Regions from separate parts of the Ovis aries genome. Here region 1 is linked to region 2. The links are chromatin contacts, called in public Hi-C maps. All regions are on one chromosome and are shown on one strand. The core of a region is the stretch at or near the end of the contact, and the rest is flanking DNA. Distances in the headings are between cores, read along the strand shown.

Evidence for each region. A called contact is a pair of places that touch in the nucleus more often than the background predicts.
Region 1: a contact with region 2 is called in a Hi-C map of hypothalamus, with 4 times the contacts expected there. The contact joins two enhancer-like sites. A contact is called at or near these places in 3 of 16 Hi-C or Micro-C datasets (hypothalamus, skin fibroblasts and tail adipose tissue).

Annotation. Positions count from the first base shown.
Region 1 is chr25:41,394,172-41,397,256 of ARS-UI_Ramb_v3.0, reverse strand. No RefSeq gene overlaps it. Among named protein-coding and RNA genes, the nearest start is that of TRNAS-AGA, 16 kb to the right of the region's middle. Within about 2 kb of position 1,301, at least 14 of the 54 cell types and tissues checked have an H3K27ac peak or open chromatin away from gene starts, as enhancers often do. A contact at or near this core is called in hypothalamus, where this site is marked.
Region 2 is chr25:41,275,718-41,278,708 of ARS-UI_Ramb_v3.0, reverse strand. GDF10 (growth differentiation factor 10) reads left to right here. Exons shown (of 3, transcript XM_004021551.6): 2 at 1,455-2,380. Among named protein-coding and RNA genes, the nearest start is that of GDF10, 9.1 kb to the left of the region's middle. Within about 2 kb of position 1,283, at least 9 of the 54 cell types and tissues checked have an H3K27ac peak or open chromatin away from gene starts, as enhancers often do. A contact at or near this core is called in hypothalamus, where this site is marked.

The sequences.
Region 1 (3,085 bases), core at 52-2,551, 120 kb before region 2:
TGCCGCCTCCTTTCCCATCACTCTCCCGTGCCTCTCTCCAGCCTCCCGAGCCTGACCCCTTCTGAAAGGCAAGAGGAGTTTGGCTTCAGCCTGCAATACTCCCACTCCACCTCACTACGCTTGGTTTGCTGCCTCATACGTCCCAAAAAAGATGGTTTTCTCAATCAATTTTTCTTCTTCCCACACCAACCAGTGGACCTCTTTTCATGAAGGCACAGTGTTTGGGTCACATCTAGATTTGATGTGACCTAGATTTGAATCTAGGTTCTCTCACTTGATAACTGGGCTCCTTTGCCAAGTGAATGATACCTTCATGTTCCAAGTAAATGGAGACAATCATGGCCATGAGGAAGGTCCCTGGTAGAGTGTGGCTCCTTGTGGGCACATTTTGTACATATAGGACTCCTCTCTTCCCATTCTTATCCTTCTAGTTCAACCACAGTCACTCAGTAATTACCTCCTCATGCCCCTGACCAAGGATAACTTCTCTCTTTTAAGCAGGGGAGCCTGAGACTCAGTGGCCCCAAGCTGCAAGACCATAGGTTCCTGAGTGTGTAGCCCAACTGAAATTCCCTCCCCAGGAGGCTGTCAAAACAGTCCATGCCTCCTAAAGCAATTCTCCCAGGAGGTGCTGTAGCTCCAGAAACAACTTACCACAGTTCACGGGAAAGTTTATCCTGTAATCAAACTGTAAGAAACACAACAGCCTCTTCTGCCCCATGCTGCTGAAGCTTATGATAGTAACTCAACAATTAAAAAATACATATATTGTGTTGACATATTTCTATTCCTGGCCAAAAAAAGAAAGGAGAGAAAATACAAGTGCATTTTATTTTTTTTACCCATGTTCAGGAGAAAGCATGCAGCTGTGTTCGTCCCACAGCAGGATTTCTGGGCTGTGATGTTTTGTCCCAGGGAAGGCAGGGCTTCCGCAAGGCTGGCAGAGGGCTTTCCAGTACCCTTGACTTTGGTGAAAACAGTGCAACAAGGACCAAGAATAGGCACGGATGAATGCAGACACAGGATGCTGGGAGTGTCTCTAGCTGGAAGGGCCCGGCGCTAGGAAATGAGCCCTGGGATCTGCTGAGACCTGCAACTGATACGTGTGTGGCCTGGAGCAAGTGACAGGTCATCTCTGATCCTCTACTTTCCTTACTGTGAAAAGCATCACAATCCCAGTGAAAACTGACAGGCAGGTGTCTGGGCTCTCTCTCTCTTTTGTCCCACTGGTGAGGATGGGGCCCAGATACTGTCTCTGCCTTGGAGGAGTCTTTTTCCTGCCTCCTGCACTCGCAAGACCTGTGGGTATCCTGGGCACCTGCCAGCCTTCCCCTGGCAACGAGAGCAGAGTACCAGCAGGGGTCAGCCCATAAACCTTGCAGGATCTTCAGAGAGCAGTGAGCTAGCTGGGAGAGGCCTCCCTCAAGAATAGCACAAAAGGCCACTGTTTATCAAGCTCATGCCCTGTGCCAGGCACACACTTCATCCTCACAACAGCCCTGTGAGGGCAGTATGAAAAATGAGATCCAGAGAGGTTTGGTCACATGCCCCAGGCATCCAGCCAGTGGACCCAGAGGGCCATAACCACCTCTTAAGCTCCCTACTTGGGAGGGAGCAGAAGGCCCATTCCAAGAGAGATCCTGCAGATGGTATATGGGTGTGCTCTTTACTGCAGACAAACTTTCTCTGTCTCCACTCTGCTTTGTTCCACCTTCCCTGGGATCAGAGGCTATGGATGAGAAGCACTGTGGAGTCCCGATGAGTCCATTGTCCAGGATCTGCAATCACTGGGGCCCTGCCTTCTCTAAGCCTTGGGCAGGAATCTGTATGGATATCTATAAAGGACCAGGCATGATACCAACTCCTTACTCCATGACCTGCCCATTATGCAGATTGGCAAACTGAGCCTCAGAGAAGATCAATAACAGTTTAAGCTCACCCAACATGTGACTACACTTCTCTGCAAAGCTGATGGTCGGGTCATCCCAACCTTCTAAGGTGACAACGCTGACTTCACCCAGCCACTAAGCAACCAGGGATCCCAATCAGCAGAATCGCAGCAGCAGCTCTCACCTCATCCAACTGTAGAGAAGATTTGTTAGGATACACAGAGGATGTAAGCTATGCTTAAGAATCCTGATCTCCGATAGACAGAAGACTGCTTTCTTTTTCTTTTACATCTTGGATCCTAATCATTGCTGTGCGTGCAAATGCATGTGTTCTGTTTTGCATTGTAGAAATAAAAAACAAAACCACCAACACCTAAAAGGCACCTGAGAAACTAGGGGGGAACTAAGACATGTGTTTGGTCGTCTCATCGCCAGGCTCTGTCTTTGGTGCTCTGTATACTGACTCCTCTCAGCATTTCATTTCTGTGAGAGAGGTACCATTGCCATCTCCATAGCACAGAGGGGGCGCCTGAGACTCCGAGCAGTGATCTGGCCTGCAGTTCTGGGACACTGGGCCTGGAACCCCCGGCTCCAGCTCCGATTGGTGGGTCCCATAGCCTTCTCATCCTTTCTCGGAGCCTGGAAGCAGAGCAGAGGGAGGAGGGAGGCCCAAGCTGGCAGATGTGAAGAAAGATCTTCCAGGGCAGAATGCCACAAACTGTGGGAGGGTCTGGAGGTGAGAGGATGCAGCGAATTTTAAACCTGACATATTTCACTTTTAACATCCTCCCCTGACAGTCTCCAGATGCAGGAAGTGGTGAGAGTGCACATTCTTCAAAAGCCCTCCCAGGAGAATGACCGGGCCCTGAAGCAGAAAGGGAAGCGGGTCAGGAAAGCGGGGCGCGGGGCGGTCGGGGCTTGCCTGCTGTGCAAGGCCAGGCCGCACACACCATGTCCTTCATGCGAGATCCGGGGAGGCCCTCCTGGGATGCTCTGGCCCTATGGGCTGGTCAGACAACGGCACTCTCGTGGTTCCCAGACATGAAAGAAGGGGCAGGGCAAGGGGCCACTCCCCTCCTCCCTCCCCCACAGGACTAGAGTGCCTGCCACGACCTCTGACGATGCCTTTCAAGAGGGTGTGTTTTCTAAACAATGTCCAAGAAATCATAACTCCAGTTTCAAATTCTCAGCCAAAA
Region 2 (2,991 bases), core at 34-2,533:
CGTCTTGCCACCCAGGGGACAGTCCTCCCAGCACCTTCGTCTGGTCATACACACCTCAAGTCAAGGTTGCTGTCCTGACCTTGGTGGTCCCAGTTATACTTCCTTAGTCCCTCTCTTGCCCTCTACTTTGTCACTGGAAGGGGAGCCAAGGTGCTTTTCTCCAGAAAGTCCCATCTTGGTTCCCCCCAGTCGGCTGTTTTCCTTCTCATCACACGCTGCAGATGTCTAGGCCAGAGATGCTTGCATCCTGCTGTGAAGAGCCAGCTCTTTGGAAAGAGTCCGAAATGTCTACCCTCAAGCTTCCTAAGTGTTCTCCAGCAAAGAACCTGTTAGCAGAAGGACGGAGTTGACTTGAATTGGGTAAAAGAAAAGTTCTTCCTCAGCTGTGTGAGCTGGACCACTGACTGAGAGGGGCCTGCACTGGTGTAGGAGGCTCTTGCTCTGCCAGCCTGGGTCATCTGGGTAAAAGTGATGAGGAAGCACATTTAGGGCATTCCTCCTCTGTGCCTGGCACCTTATAGATGTTATTTATTTAATCCTCCAAGCATTCAGGTGAGACAGAGATTCTAGGTCCCTCTGAGGCAGATGAGCAAGGTGTTGTCCCATTAGGGCCTGGAAGCCTGGTTCCTAGGGTCTTTCCCAGCTGGAAGGGTGGGGCTGCCTTGTTGGTGATCTTGTGCGGGTCAACCCCAGATGTGTTTGAGGGATCCTGGTCCTTATCATGGGTCTGGCCTCTGGAGAGCAACCTGATGTTGGAGGTTCTACGGAGTGACCTGCTGCAACCCTGATAGTGTTCTTTCTTTGTAAAACAAGTTCCAAAGGCCTTGGGCAGAGTGAATAGCAGACACTGGAACAGCTGTGTTCTTAAGTTCAGTTTTTCTCAGAAGCCACTCAGAATGCAGGTACAGCGCGAGGGACGCTATTTAATTTACCTCATTTGGACAAAGGACTGCATTTAATGTCTATAAAATAGAGGGCTGTGCAAATTCAAGAGGCAGCGGAGGCGGGGTCGGGGGGGCACTACTGTCAGCAGGGCTTGGATCCAACCCGAGCTATCCCAGATACCTCATTCCAGCTTGTCTCATGAATGAAGGTGGTGGGAACGCTTGTTCAGTGAGGGGCATCAGAGCGCAGGGGTGGGAATGGGAGCTTCAGCATGCAGCAACCCGGATCCTGTCTGCAGGCTTTTTTTCTTCCTTTCTTTGTAATGGGATGTGGACAATCCCTAACCTCTCTGACCTTAATCCCGCGTACTCATCTGGTCACTGAAAATAGCAAAGGGTGCCCTCATGCGTTCAATGTGAGAATTACAGGGGATGCGGAAAGCCTGGCTGGCCTGGAAGTGCCCCCATCAATAGGCGTTCCTCCTCCGTAACTTGAGGAGGGAGGCCTTGTGAACACGGGGCTTATCCAGGAGACAACCTAACAGGCTGTGGTCTGTCCTTCCCTTACAGAAGTGGTCAACCAGAAGGCCGTGTATTTCTTCAACCTGACTTCCATGCAAGATTCAGAAATGATCCTGACGGCCACATTCCACTTCTACGCAGAGCCACAGTGGCCCCCTGCGCGTGAGGTGCCCTGCAAACAGCGGGCCAAGAATGCATCCTGCCGCCTGCTGCCCCCTGGCCCCCCCGCACGCCAGCACTTGCTCTTCCGCAGCCTTTCGCAGAACACGGCCACTCAGGGGCTGCTCCGTGGGGCCATGGCCCTGCCACCCCCGCCGCGAGGCCTGTGGCAGGCCAAGGACATCTCCCTCATTGTCAAGGCGGCCCGCCGCGATGGCGAGCTGCTCCTGTCTGCTCAGCTGGATTCTGGAGAGAAGGACACAGGAGTGCCCAGGCTCGGCCCTCACGCACCCTACATTCTCATCTATGCCAATGACCTGGCCATCTCAGAGCCCAACAGCGTGTCAGTGACACTGCAAAGATACGACCCCTTCCAGGCTGGGGACCCAGAGCCTGGTGCAGCCCCCAACATCTCAGCAGACCCCCGCGTGCGCCGGGCCACGCAGGCCCCCGGGCCCCTCCAGAACAACGAGCTGCCTGGGCTGGATGAGAGGCCAGCACATACCCCCCATGGCCAGCACTACCACAAGCACGAGCTGTGGCCCAGCCCCTTCCGTGCACTGAAGCCTCGGCCAGGCCGCAAGGACCGCAGGAAGAAGGGCCAGGATGTGTTCATGGCCTCCTCACAGGTGCTGGACTTCGATGAGAAGACGATGCAGAAAGCCCGGAAGAAGCAATGGGATGAGCCACGGGTCTGCTCCCGGAGGTATCTGAAGGTGGACTTCGCGGACATAGGGTGGAATGAGTGGGTCATCTCACCCAAGTCCTTCGACGCCTACTACTGCTCGGGGGCCTGCGAGTTCCCGATGCCCAAGGTAGGGTCGCCCTGCTGTGCTCCGCTCGCTGTCATCTCAGCTCTGCCCTCGTAGGCGAGTCCTTCTGCCTCCTCACTCTGTTCCCTGTCTGTAAGCAGGGATAATAACACCTCCCATCCATCTGAGCCAGAGAATAGCTAGACAGGCATACCCAAATGGCAGCCTGTTGGGTGGATACAACCCACAGATGGATGCTGTCTGGCTGTCCTTTTGAAAGTGTTGCCTTCATAGCACTGGAATTTTAAATCAGAACCTGTCTTCTTTTGCAGAGCAGGAGATCCTTCCTTTCAGGTGTGTGTTTCCACACAGCAAATCACAGAGGTTGCGTGGACGCTGGCCGTTCCCCATTCCTCCCCCCGCCCCACCCCGCACACAGGTCCAGTCTCTTAAACACCTTCATTGCCAAGGCTCTTCTGGAAATCTGGCTTGGATTTCAGGGCATGGTGTCTGTAACCAGCAGAGCTGGCCTCGGTGACTTCGCAGTGTAACTCTCCCTGTCCCCACCCTCCCCTCCTCTACTCAGGGCAGAGGCTCACGTGGCAACTAGCTCTCATTGTTCACAAGTCTGCAGGACACACGTGGGACTGTTTGCTCCATTGCACTGACCTGGG